Regions from separate parts of the Mus musculus genome. Here all the other regions are linked to region 1. Evidence: chromatin contacts called from public Hi-C and HiChIP or PLAC-seq data. All regions are on one chromosome and are shown on one strand. Each heading gives the region's core, a stretch centred on a gene start, on an enhancer-like site or on the middle of the called end of the contact. The rest is flanking DNA. Distances are from core to core; before and after follow the strand shown.

The links. Hi-C and Micro-C count contacts between places; a contact is called where the count stands out from the background. HiChIP or PLAC-seq counts read pairs in DNA pulled down with a chosen protein or histone mark.
Region 2: a contact with region 1 is called in a Hi-C map of the N1E-115 cell line, with 9 times the contacts expected there. The contact joins the enhancer-like site here to the promoter of Phox2b in region 1. A contact is called at or near these places in 2 of 39 promoter capture datasets (embryonic stem cells and macrophages), 6 of 484 Hi-C or Micro-C datasets (the N1E-115 cell line, embryonic stem cells, olfactory sensory neurons and 1 more), 4 of 115 datasets of contacts at active chromatin or transcription factors (embryonic hindbrain, embryonic midbrain and embryonic stem cells) and 1 of 9 other capture datasets (adipose tissue).
Region 3: a contact with region 1 is called in an H3K4me3 HiChIP or PLAC-seq map of craniofacial prominence, with 2.8 times the contacts expected there. The contact joins the enhancer-like site here to the promoter of Phox2b in region 1. A contact is called at or near these places in 22 of 39 promoter capture datasets (3T3-L1-derived adipocytes, the HPC-7 cell line, HPC-7-derived erythroid cells and 14 more), 22 of 484 Hi-C or Micro-C datasets (CD8 T cells, the N1E-115 cell line, cortical glia and 12 more), 18 of 115 datasets of contacts at active chromatin or transcription factors (bone marrow-derived dendritic cells, craniofacial prominence, embryonic basal ganglia and 10 more) and 5 of 9 other capture datasets (adipose tissue, embryonic tail, liver and 2 more).

Annotation. Positions count from the first base shown.
Region 1 is chr5:67,097,724-67,101,542 of GRCm38.p6, reverse strand. Phox2b (paired-like homeobox 2b) reads left to right here and starts at 2,417. Exons shown (of 3, transcript NM_008888.3): 1 at 2,417-2,842; 2 at 3,680-3,819. The coding sequence starts at 2,602. It overlaps Gm33167 (predicted gene, 33167), which reads right to left and starts at 2,863. Exons shown (of 4, transcript NR_166599.1): 1 at 2,626-2,863.
Region 2 is chr5:67,176,833-67,180,981 of GRCm38.p6, reverse strand. No RefSeq gene overlaps it. Among named protein-coding and RNA genes, the nearest start is that of Gm33293, 53 kb to the left of the region's middle. Within about 2 kb of position 2,506, at least 7 of the 459 cell types and tissues checked have an H3K27ac peak or open chromatin away from gene starts, as enhancers often do. A contact at or near this core is called in the N1E-115 cell line, where this site is marked.
Region 3 is chr5:67,202,913-67,207,108 of GRCm38.p6, reverse strand. No RefSeq gene overlaps it. Among named protein-coding and RNA genes, the nearest start is that of Gm33293, 27 kb to the left of the region's middle. Within about 2 kb of position 1,553, at least 5 of the 459 cell types and tissues checked have an H3K27ac peak or open chromatin away from gene starts, as enhancers often do. A contact at or near this core is called in the N1E-115 cell line, craniofacial prominence and stem cell-derived motor neurons, where this site is marked.

The DNA.
Region 1 (3,819 bases), core at 1,168-3,667:
AGGCTTTGAACCTGGCCTTTGCCAAACCTAGGCCTTAGAGACTAAACGCATCCTAGACCCCCTAAATGTCTCTCCTGCAAGAAAAAAAAAAAAAAAAAAAAAAAAACCACTTAAAGCCCGTCTCAACCAGGCGCAGGCTGGCCGGTGTTAATCTGGCCTAACCTGGTCTAAACCCTGCGCTTTGGCATCGTCAGAGCGCTGGCCTGAGCTAAAACATCCCTTTGAGAAAAACCAACGACTCTGCCCTCCTTTCTGGCCTCAGCCCTAACTCCCAGGGAACGGAGAAACTTGGACAATCAGCGCCTTGTGCTTGTTGGCTTACCCCCCCACCTCTCTGAAGTGGAAGGCAGTGGGAGAAAACCAGCGAGGGAAATTCCATGTGGATCCGTGGGGTACACAGGCACCTCCCGGTCCAGATGCAGATTCATATTCATGAGGGAGCGATAAATAAAGACAAATTCGCGCAGTAATAACCCTTGGATTCGCATCCGTCTTTGCTGGCCTTTAGGTTCAGGGACTGAAGACAGATGTTTGTATCCCCTTTTCTCCTCTTGTCTGGTGACCATAAAGAAAAACCATTTAGAGTGTTGCAATTTGTTTCCCGCCGCAGTCAAACCTTGAACGCATTTATTTTCATCTTACCCTCGTGCACAAAAAAAGTGCACGTTGCTCACCAAGGGCCCTTCTTTATCAAATACGCATTGTACAGCGTACAACTGCAATAAAACTATCAGCTCTCCCCATAAAACTATCACCAGCTTCCTCGCTGGGTCTCCTTGCCTGAACTCGCCAGTTCAGCGCTCTTCCGTACAGAGGATGCGCAAACACCTGGGCCGAGGCTGAAAAGGCTGGGGGCCGGTGTCGCTGTGGGTTTAATCCATTACAGCGTCTGCAGCGGTTTAGTGTGCAATAAAGTAGGGTGGCAGTGGAGAGCGGGCGCCCATCCACTCCCCAGCACTAGCATCGAATTAAACCACTTAGTTTGGCAAACACTGAACGCCTAAATGCCCCTATAAAGACTTTATGAGTTTGTTACTTTAATTACTGACTTGTTACAGAGCACATAAAGGGGGTAATGAATGCAATAAAACTAATTATCTACACATTTAATTCATATAAAATATCCAGGGTTTGTTTACACCGCACGGCGATTCAACTAAGCATTTCCCCCCTCTTGTCCACCGAGAGGAAGGATTTAATGAAATATTTCCCTTTATTCTGCTAGAGTCTAACGAACCAAATGAAAATTACCCTCCGCTTAAATCATAGGGCCAAGGAGGTCCACAAATCACGGCTGGCTTCTTTGTCTGCGCCTTGTTGCCAGGACCCAAGAGCCCGAGGAATCGAACTAGGAAAGTGCGCTGCTTCGAGCCGTTGCCTTGTTTGCTTAAATTGCTCCGTGAAGTCCAAAAACCTAAAGGGCAAACAGGCAGCGATCCTCTTTGGGAAACTCCAAGTCTGGAGGGGATTGGGACGCGAAAGAGAGTGCGAGAGCAAAGGGCTGGAAAAGGAGACCCCCATTTGGGTACATTTCGTGCTGGGCTTGGTAGCTAGCGAGTGATTAAAACGAACCTCCACCACGGGAAGTTTCATACACGCCGATGCAAATCTGAACTAACGCAGGCAGACACAGCACTGCTAAGCGCAGAGAAACGTTCAGTAGGAAATCCAGATGTTTCACCTTTGAGAGCTTTACTCGGTTGTTTATTTTACTCTTGTAAAGGGGCTGTCTGCCCACGTCTTTGGAAAGCACATTAAGCTTCGAGGAGAAACACAATTGATAAGATGCTATTTTTTCCAACCCCTTGGACTAGGTGTATTTTAAAGAAATCCGCTTATTCTTATCGTTCACATAAAACCCTTTGGCCCACTTACGCTATGTTACAGGGCGCCTGAGTCTTGCCAATGTCCCAGTCCTTTATAGCATTTCATGCACTTCGGGGGAAGGCTTGTTGTTAAATTGAGCGTGTAACACTCTTACAAAACAGGTTTTCTATGACATCAAGGTTTCTTCTCCCTAACCAAGAAAAAAAAAAAAAAAAGGACGAAGAAGGGGGGAAACACACTATCTCAATTTATGCCTAAGGTATATGATCAGTTAAAAAGGCTTAAAAGCTCTTGGAAATTGGATCAGGGAAAATCGTCACCCAACTTTCATTATTTCCAAGTAGCGTGATTGAATTAAAGGGCAGGAGCTGGTTAGAAGGGAGGATCAGGGGCTCGGTGCGTAATGGTGTGGTATTAAATTCTAATTAGAGATGCAGGAATCAATGATAGGGAGGTTGGACAGCTCAGTTCCCCAGTGCCAGCCCAATAGACGGATGAGTTATTGTCATGTAAAAAGCGCCAGCAATAAGACCAACCGCTTTGCTATTGTCCAAGTGGAAAGAGCCAAGTTTATTATGAGGACTATATACTCTAGAGACCTCAGACAAGGCATCTCACAGGAGGCTTTTTCATAAAACTAGGCTCGGCTGGTAGTAAGGAGGCCAGTGTGGAGGCAGGCGTTGAGCAGTGCACATCTCCCCACTCCAGCCACCGTCTCCACATCCATCTTTTATTTCATTTTTCCACTTGGCTGAGCCATCCAGAACCTTTTCAATGTATAAAATGGAATATTCTTACCTCAATTCCTCTGCCTACGAGTCCTGTATGGCCGGGATGGATACCTCCAGCTTGGCTTCAGCATATGCAGACTTCAGTTCCTGCAGCCAGGCCAGTGGCTTCCAGTATAACCCGATAAGGACCACTTTTGGGGCCACGTCCGGTTGCCCGTCCCTCACGCCGGGATCCTGCAGCCTGGGCACCCTCAGGGACCACCAGAGCAGTCCGTACGCCGCAGGTAAGGACCGCTAGCTCTCTCAGCGGAAGAAGCTGCCTTTCCGCTCGTATATAGGAAGCCTTGATTGCATTTGAAAATGGAAATGTGTTTAGTATTTACCAAACGAAATTTGCTTACACAAATGAAAGAATTTATCACGTTAGAAGCGATTGCAGGGAGGGGTAATTCACTTACAGGGTTACACTATCCTAGTCACACCCGAACCGCCAACAAAATTATCTTAAGCTGCCAAAATGATAGGCATAATTTATTTACTTTGCGATGAGACGTAAAGCTTAGAAAATAATTAAATAACAAAGAGTAAAGCTCATTACTGGCGGTGTCTCTTTTTTTAAAAGAACCGACAGCGGCTCACACCTCTTTGGCCGGTCATTTTTATGATCATTTCTTGAATTTATTGGTTTTCTTTACAGCACTATCCCCCAACTTTGCGGTATCAAGTTCTGAGAATTGAAAAGTTGCAACAGTGGGCGTGAGTGGTTAACTTCGTTCCTGGCTTTCTGATATTCCAACTAATGATGGTTTTGGACTGTTTTCCTGCTGAATGAACTATCCTCCATTTGGGGCCTCAAACACTCTCCAACTTGCTATTTCATCTCACCCAAAGGCACTTGGGCCACAAAAACAGGCACAAAGTTACACTCGCGCCCCTGTTTCTGTATGATACTAATTTGCTGGGTTTTCTTGGCAGGTCGCCGTAACTAAAACCTCCTTCTAGAAGTGCCTGGTGTCTGTAGCGGCTCCCGGGCTATCTGACCTTGGTCCCCGCGTTCTGGTTCAGTGGCCCTTCACATCCTGACTGTTTTGCTCACTCTAGTCTCCTCTGTCATCCTCTAGTTCCATACAAACTCTTCACCGACCACGGCGGCCTCAACGAGAAACGCAAGCAGCGGCGCATCCGCACCACCTTCACAAGCGCGCAGCTCAAAGAGTTGGAGAGGGTCTTCGCTGAGACGCACTACCCTGACATCTACACC
Region 2 (4,149 bases), core at 1,257-3,756, 79 kb before region 1:
TCCCTTACTTTAAAATTGTGCAGCTATGGTATGAAGTCTGACCATTATGGTGGAAGTTATGTGTGACCTTTGACTCAGGATAGCCTCCTTCTTAAAAGTAACAGATTAAAAAGAAGAAGAAGAAGAAGAAGAAGAAGAAGAAGAAGAAGAAGAAGAAGAAGAAGAAGAAGAGGAGGAGGAGGAGGAGGAGGGGGAGGAGGAGGAGGAGGAGGAGGAGGAGGAGGAGGAGGAGGAGGAGGAGGAGGAAGAAGAAGAAGAAGAAGAAGAAGAAGAAGAAGAAGAAGAAGAAGAAGAAGAAGAAGAAGAAGAAGAAGAAGAAGAATAATAATTAAGGGTCAGTGAGTTGGCTCCAAGGGTAAGGTGGCTTGCTGCCCAGTCTGGGGACCTGAGTTTGAATCCTAGATCCACATAATGTAAGAAGAGAACTGATTCTTGTAAGTTGTCCTTGGCCTCCACACTTATACCATGATACATATGTGCCTTCACCACATACAATTAAAATGAATAATAAAATAAATTAAAACAACGGATTGCTTTTCCAGAGAATATTTACCTTTACACGACACATGGTTTATGTATTTCTTAGCAACATGGGATAGAGAAGACTCCTGCCATAGCATTCATTTACTCCTCTACAGAAATGTCCTTCTCTGTATAAATGTAGCCTAGTGCACTGAAGAGGGAAAACCCACTGTGCCAAGTCCCTAATTATCCCTCCCCCTTCCTCCGGAGCATCCTCACATATTCAACCGACATCTTATTTATGAGGTAGGGTTTGTTGTTGATTATTTAGTTGTTCAACATCTGAAGCATGCTCGAGATAAAATGTGGGTCACTGAATAAAAGGCCAGAGACTTGCAGTTCTTGTTCAACAGCAGCCCTCAGACCTGGAAATGTATCAATAATATATTAAACACATGACCATTTTGGCTGTTTTCTACAACCTCAAACCGGTTTGAAACATTGAAAACACCCTATGTAGCTTTACTTGTGTGTGTGTGTGTGTGTGAGAGAGTGTGTGTGTGTGTGTGTGTGTGTGTGTGTGTGTGTGTGTGTTTCTTCTCAAATACTACTGATTTGGTGGCATTTCTTCCTGGCTAGGATACAGGAGATGTTGCATTGAGCTGATCAGAATGGAAACAAAGAGTTGAAACAAAACAAACCAGGAGGGTAGCCTTCTCTTATAAGGGGAGGGACCTGGAAGTTAGAACAACAGTTGTATCTTTTCCTTCTTTGGTTTCTCTCTCTCCCTCCCTGACCCCAATCTAATGTATTTATTTATTTATTTATTTATTTATTTATTTATTTATTTATTTATTTATTTATTTATTTGCATTAAATAATTCAGCTCCCTTCCCTTTGTCATGGGGCTGTATTCGGGGAGAGGAAGACAAACTGCTTAGACCTTGAAAAGCACATGGGTTCCTCGCTTAGATGGCGTCTGTGTAGACTCCGAACTCCCTCCATGTTCTATAGGGAAAAAACAGAGCCAGGTGCGTTTCTTCCCAAATCGAATTAGCTGCAAGATGCCACATCCAATTGTGGCAAATTGATGTGAGAGTTTGTGATTTCTGCGGCGGCTCTTACAGCAGAGGTCACCAGGCAGAGACACAGACACCAGGCAGGGGGGGTTGCAGCAACTTGTGGTACAGGCTGCTTCGACAATAGCAGGCAAGACAGAAAACGCAGTCGGCTTTTTGAAAATTGCAAGAGAATCCAGTTGTAAGTACGTATTCTAATTGGATTTACTGTGCCATCATTTACCTCTTTAGGATGTTAACATAACATTATGCTTAATTGAAAAAATGGGTAGTTAACTATTCAGAGGCTAGATTTTCCAGGAACCCCCAACCCCCTGCCTGGTCTAAGCCACAGCTTAATCAGGCACAAAAATATAGGATTCCCCTAATCACATCAGCAAACGGTTTTTAGATTTGAAATAAAATTTGCTTATTTACTACTGGAAATTAGCTAAAAATGTTGACATGTGACAAATTTGCCCTTCCCCATTGTTGTTTTTATAGATCTCCCCTGACATTAACAGGTTTACATCATGCCTTATGACATTTAATTAGTCATAGCTTATTTAATTAGCGTGGCAAGACATCCAGAGCAATCCAAAGATTTTCTGCAAAACCCAAACAGGAGGTGGCACTTCTATAACTCACGGAAGCAGGCAAATGCAGAACAGACCGGAGACCAGACAGCTGTGTTTCTGTAGATACCTCAAACTGCCCTAGCTCGGAACCGGGAGAACAAGATTTCGTAAACCATGTTAGGACCCTTTGCCAAAATTTGTCTTTGCAAGGCATATGCACTGTCAAGCCAACTGGAGCCAAGACACATTTCGGTAAGAAATACCTTCTGCCCCAGGAAGGCTTAGAGTCTCCCTTCAATACACCCAGTAGATTTATTCATCTGGGAATGAATACTCCAGCACGTTGATGCAGAGATCAGTGCTTAGAATCCTTTCTTCTTACAACTTTTCTCTATTTCTTATGGACTTCTGACAGGAATTGATAGTTTCTAGTCCACTCTCAATTCAAATCTTGGATATACTGAGCAGCCTTGCTGGCTTATTGTTATGGATGAGATAAGCATGCTTATGCATTTTATCCCTGCGGAGATGATAGCCCATTGCTGTTCCCATTCTTTGCATGATATAACTGAGGTTCAGGGATAGTTATCCACAGTTTACACCTATGTGGCCAAGTCAGGAGATGAAACTAGTCTTGGAGCATATCCAGGCCCCTGTTGGAGAGCCACGGGTTCTCTGGAGGGCAGATTCACACTTGCTGGCTATATACTTCTTTGGCTTCTGCCCTATTCAAACCCAGAGTCCTTTATTCTGACCCTAAAGCCCGAGTCGCAGCCAGGTCACCTCTCTGCCTTGCTCTGTGCTGCCTAGTTGTGGCAGGTCTCACTCTTCTAGAAAATATGTTGACTGGAAACAACTCAAAACACCAGGGGTATCCACAATGAAAAGCTCTAGGAAACAAAGCAACCATGGAAATAATTATAAGTATAAACATATTTATAACTGAATATAAATGTAAACTCTTCCCATTGCATACTATAAACTGATAATAAAATGAAGCCATCTGTCTTGCCCTGTGTCTTCATGGATTTTTTTGAGATAGTGTCTCACCATGTAGCCCTGGCTGTCCTAGGACTCACTATGTAGTCTAGGCTGGCCTTGAACTCACAAAGTTCCACAAGGCTCTGCCTCCTGAGTGCTGGGATTGAAGGCTGTGCCGCTGCCACCCACCTTATATAGTTTTACCTTTTCTTTTTAAATGCTGTTGTGACCTTCAAACAGAAAGACCTTTTCCATATAGATGTGTGTTAGCTCAACTTTCTCATTTCAATATAGCAAAGAACTTTGTTTCATTCTCATGAATGAACTATAATGTTTAAATTCAAGGGGCCACTTGGAAGGAGCAGGACGAGAACTCTAGCCACCCCCTATTTTTACTGCACAGAATTTTAGAGGTGAGCTTTAAAAACACCCCTGTGTCTGTCTCAGGTTTAGATTGCTTGTGAAACATAACTTTAAAGCACTTACCAGAATCTTCCTGTGGACATAAATCCCACATATGTGTAGTCACTGGAACGCCTCCCGAGCCCCCTCACAAGTAGGGGATAGAGATGTCCGTTTTATGCCCAAGCACCAGGACTCCAAGTGCATTAAGAAAATCATCTCAGTGTGGCTTTTACTAATGCAGAGTATTTTAAAAATGAAACGAGGCAGATACAATAGCAGAGGTGCCACAGATAGAATAAATATCACTTAACCAATTACCAATTATCCATGCTGAGGCAGGACGAGGCAGAGTCTTGATAATTAAAACCCCAAATAAACCGAATGTTGGTTTAACCAACGATTCTTCTTTTGCAAGAATGTCTAAGGAACAGCCATAAAATGACTGATCTGAGTTTCACTTCCTCCCCCTGCCTCCACCTGCCCACCCTCTGACGGGGCTCTGATGGGCAGGAGACCGGTCAAAGGGCAGACAGCTGGAGGGAAGTCAAAGGGAGTAGCGGGGACCCACAGAGTGGAGAATCTGCCCCTGGATAATTGAGAGTTGATTGGATACACAATGGCATCCCATTGTCTCCTTCTCATTTTGGAGAAGGGGCCACAGACAA
Region 3 (4,196 bases), core at 304-2,803, 110 kb before region 1:
TTTATTTGAGTGCTATTACAAAGTTTCCTGCAGTAGGGAGAGTCTGGGGAGGCTGCGATGTGTTCAGCCTGCACTGGATCTCAGAGGAGTCCACGCTCCTGACGGCTGAAGTAGAGACAGCACTTGCCTTGGCTTTAGCTGAGGATGTGAGGTTTCCAGCATTTTAAATAACCAAATCTGTTTCCCTAAATTCTAATAAACCCGGCACATGTTATGTAGACTCTATTTTCTGATTCACCCAGGAAAGTAAATTATGCTGATGTTGATGCATCCTAGAAAAATAAATAGCATTTAACTCACCTTGATTTTTTTTTTTTCAAGAAAGGGCTATGAATGAATTCTTCCACCCAAACAAATCCAATTTGCCAAACTGTATCTTGTTTTATTGTAATGGAGTACGATTCACAAAATCATAATACGATGTTAAAGAAGATGTGTTCACCTTAGAATTGTTTCCCAGGTGTTTTTCAATCTTTGTATAAAAGCTTCGGGGGGGTTTGACTTTGGGGGATGAGACATTCCCCCCCCCCCCCCAAAGCTATACCTGCAGTAAGTCGTGAAATGTCAACAAGTCAGAAGAGAACATTTAATTCTTTAGTCACTGGGTAGGTTGCCTAGGCATTTAGGTCCACGCCCAGATGACAGGATGAAATGATATTGAGAAGGACTGCGCTCAATTTAGCACAGTCACACAACGCATAGATTTATTATAAGAAACAACGACAAACATTTAGAAGCCACACAGCACAACTACTTTCGTCATTGTGATTTGTATGAAGCTAGTCGGCAAACAACACTGTTAATGTTTTTAGAGAACTCTCTCATTTCCTGATGACTTTGCAGTGTTTCTGAGCAATAGAGAACCTCCGTTGGCCATGACAACTTGATAAAAAAAAATAAAAATAAAATAAAGTAAAATAAAATAAAAAGGAGGAAGAAAGGCGAGGAAGAGATGGTTTGAGGCAATCAGAACACAGCCGTGTTAAAGAGTGGGTGCCCGGGTGGAATCAAAACAGCAGGGAGGATCAAAATACAGACTGAAGAGAGAGAGAGAGAGAGAGAGAGAGAGAGAGAGAGAGAGAGAGAGAGAGAGAGAGAGAGAGGAACCGAGGTGTAACAGAATCTTGGTAATTGTTATACACCACGGAGTGGAGCGAGCCGCCCGCTCGAAGCTGAGTCCGTCTCCTTCCCAGTATGTTCCGAAAGAAAATGAGTCTTGTTAATATCTTCGCAAAAGTCAATCCTCTTTCAGCAATCAAACAGCGCTCTTTGTAACAGAGCTGCAAAGTACGTGGGGTTTTCAGCCACACTGTAATATTTTTATAGCCTCGCAGTCACCATCTATTCCGTATACACAAACATCCGCGTACCCAGAAAATAATTGTGGATAATTCAATGTTCAGATTCGATAATGGATGCTCAAATAAATATGAGAATTCCAAGCAAATTTGTGCAAATGAAAAAAGATTTCCTCTGACATAATGGCCTGGTGCAAGGCTGTGCGTAATGAGCTGTAATTTGTCTGGAAGAGCATTTTAAAGGGGTTGATCCATCCACGGGAAGGGCCAGCAGCCGTTCCAAGCCTCATAGCACTGAGCCGGCCTGCCTCGTCTCCGAGGAAATTACACCACAAGCGGGCCAAATTTCTGACAACTTCCATAAATTACTTCAGATTTTCATATTTCAAATTTCATCTGCATTCATCATGTGAGTTTGACTGGGGAAGAAATGTCTAGGAGCAGCTCGGCTAGCATTCAATGCAGCCGTCCCAGGAGCCTGCCCTGGGACGAGATAATTGAATTTGGTTTTGATTAGATTACTCCTGCTGCAGTCTACTGCCAATCTGAAGTATTGTGCCTTCCTCTCTACTTAACCTTCCTGCCCCATGCCTGCTCCAGCCTGCATGCAGCTCTCTGTATTGCAGAATATATTTGAACAATCAAAGTTAGGAGTTATTATTTTGCCTTCCATTGTCCATCCTTATAAAAGCACACATCCTTCACTGGGCTGCCTCTTCCCAGAAATCGGATTACTTTCTTTTTTTTAGTTTGTAATATTGTTTACCATTTTCAGTGGAAAGTGCCCTGTAATTTAGGTGGAAAATCTAAAATCATTACTAAATCTTGGCATGATGCAATAGACTATAAATAAGGATCATCTTTAAAACAACTATAATCATCACTCGGCGACACATGAGGAGACTGAAAACAGGTGAATAATGAATATGCCCATCCATTAAACTAAAAAAAAAAATCCATTGTAAACTGAAGTTATTTTTCAACCCTTTACCTAATGGTCAACGAGGAGAGCTCTCTGTAATCGCTTTTCCAAAGCAGGCTATTAGAAATTCAGAATGCAAACTCGTGGTAAACATGCAAAAGCATAAACACTATTAACTGAGGAGAAATACGGACACAATAGCAAAATAATCTGGGAAACAGACATAGGGGAATTAAATTTGAAAACACGAAATTGACGATTAACAGTAAATACAGACTGTGGCTATCTCACAATGTCTAAGCACATTTTTCCCCTTTGGTTTTAGAAAATGACTACATTTATGTGAGAGCCAATAACCGAAGAACACCAAAAATGTTTGTCGCTGACTAAGTTAGAGGCAGGATTCTTAGGAACACAGATAAATAAACAAAGCTAATGTTGTTTTTAAGTGATATCTATCACTTCCTCTTTATTGAGTTATCGCTTTAAACAATATAAGTTTCTTTGATGCCATGTGTCTGAACTGCGGACTTCACCTTCTTTATTGTTCTCCATTTTGATGAAAAAAAATTGAATTGGGGTCTGTTTTATTGAATTTTGTTCAGTAAATATACTGAAATCATATTTTTGTTAGAAACTATCAATAAATCCAGTATAAGAAAAGTAATAAGATACAAATATGAACAGGACCTTTGCAAAGGAAATATTGCAAAGAGAGTGAGCCCAGAAAATATATTAGGGAGTGTGCTTTTCCCTGCTGCTAGAAGAAGATGCAGGAGGAAGGACAGGAAATGGTGTTGTTTTTAACACAGATTCCGTGCTTGAAATGAAACCAACTCCAACTACTCAATCATGTGGCCCAACCTGACATTGCAGTTAGAAAATACAGTAGGTGTGCCCCTAAGTCCTTTCCCGAATTAAGATAAATCACCGAAGAGACATCTCCGTTGATAAGTAACCATGATTTCAAGATTATGAAAATTGGAATTTTTTTGTTCACATTCTAATAGAGTGCACCTAACAGTCTCAATTGTTTTTTCTTAAAGCCAATTTACTAACATCTGACTAAAGTATTGATATCCAAAACTCCATTATGTACCATTAGTAATACCAGGAACAACATTGCATGGGCTTACCAAGTTCTAATTTATTATGTCTATACCCCTTGATGCAATGGATAGTGTTTATTCCTCTTAATTTGGGGGAATACTGGAGGTGAAGAGAAAAAAAGAAGCATGTCAGACGTTATGTTTTCTTTTTCACTTGTTTAATTGAATCAATATTGTGGGACAGAGAAGGACACAGGAAGCAAAACTGACTTGGGTAACTCCATTCAGAAGAGTCCTAGTTTACCTAGTAACCTTTGCTCACTCCAGGAAATTAGACACTAGCCGCCAGTCATCGGTAGTGCTCACAGCACCCATGGTATCTTCAGTTTTGTACGTCCTCATGGAAGGACGTACACAAGTCCCTGTGAAACATTAACAGACATTCTTTATTAACTTAGACTTTTGAACAGTATTTTCCCTTGATGTGGTCACCATTTTAAGATAACTTTCCAATAAATGAAATATGAAAAGAAAAAAATGTGATTTGGTATTTGCAACTTGTCTTAAGGGTCTCAGACTTGTTCTAATAAAATTAAATGTGTGCACTTTGAAAGTACTATCAAATCACGCTCTTGAAAAATCTCTGTGATTTAATGTTGGAGCCACTGTGCTGTTTGGCAAGGAGGTCTGGCAATTAAGCTTTTTTTTTTTTTTTTTTGTGCCGGGTATTCAAATTTGAGAATGTCACTTTATTACTTTGATTTTTAATTATGGACCATGTCAGCAGAAAGACTTCCAGTGAGTGCAGTAAAAAAGAAGAAGAAGAAAAAAAAGATTCCCGGTCTTTCCTGGAAACGGCAGTCGATGAGAAAAGCTGCATTCCTAGAAATGTATAATTTATGATTGAAGCAAGAGGCTCCTGTGGAC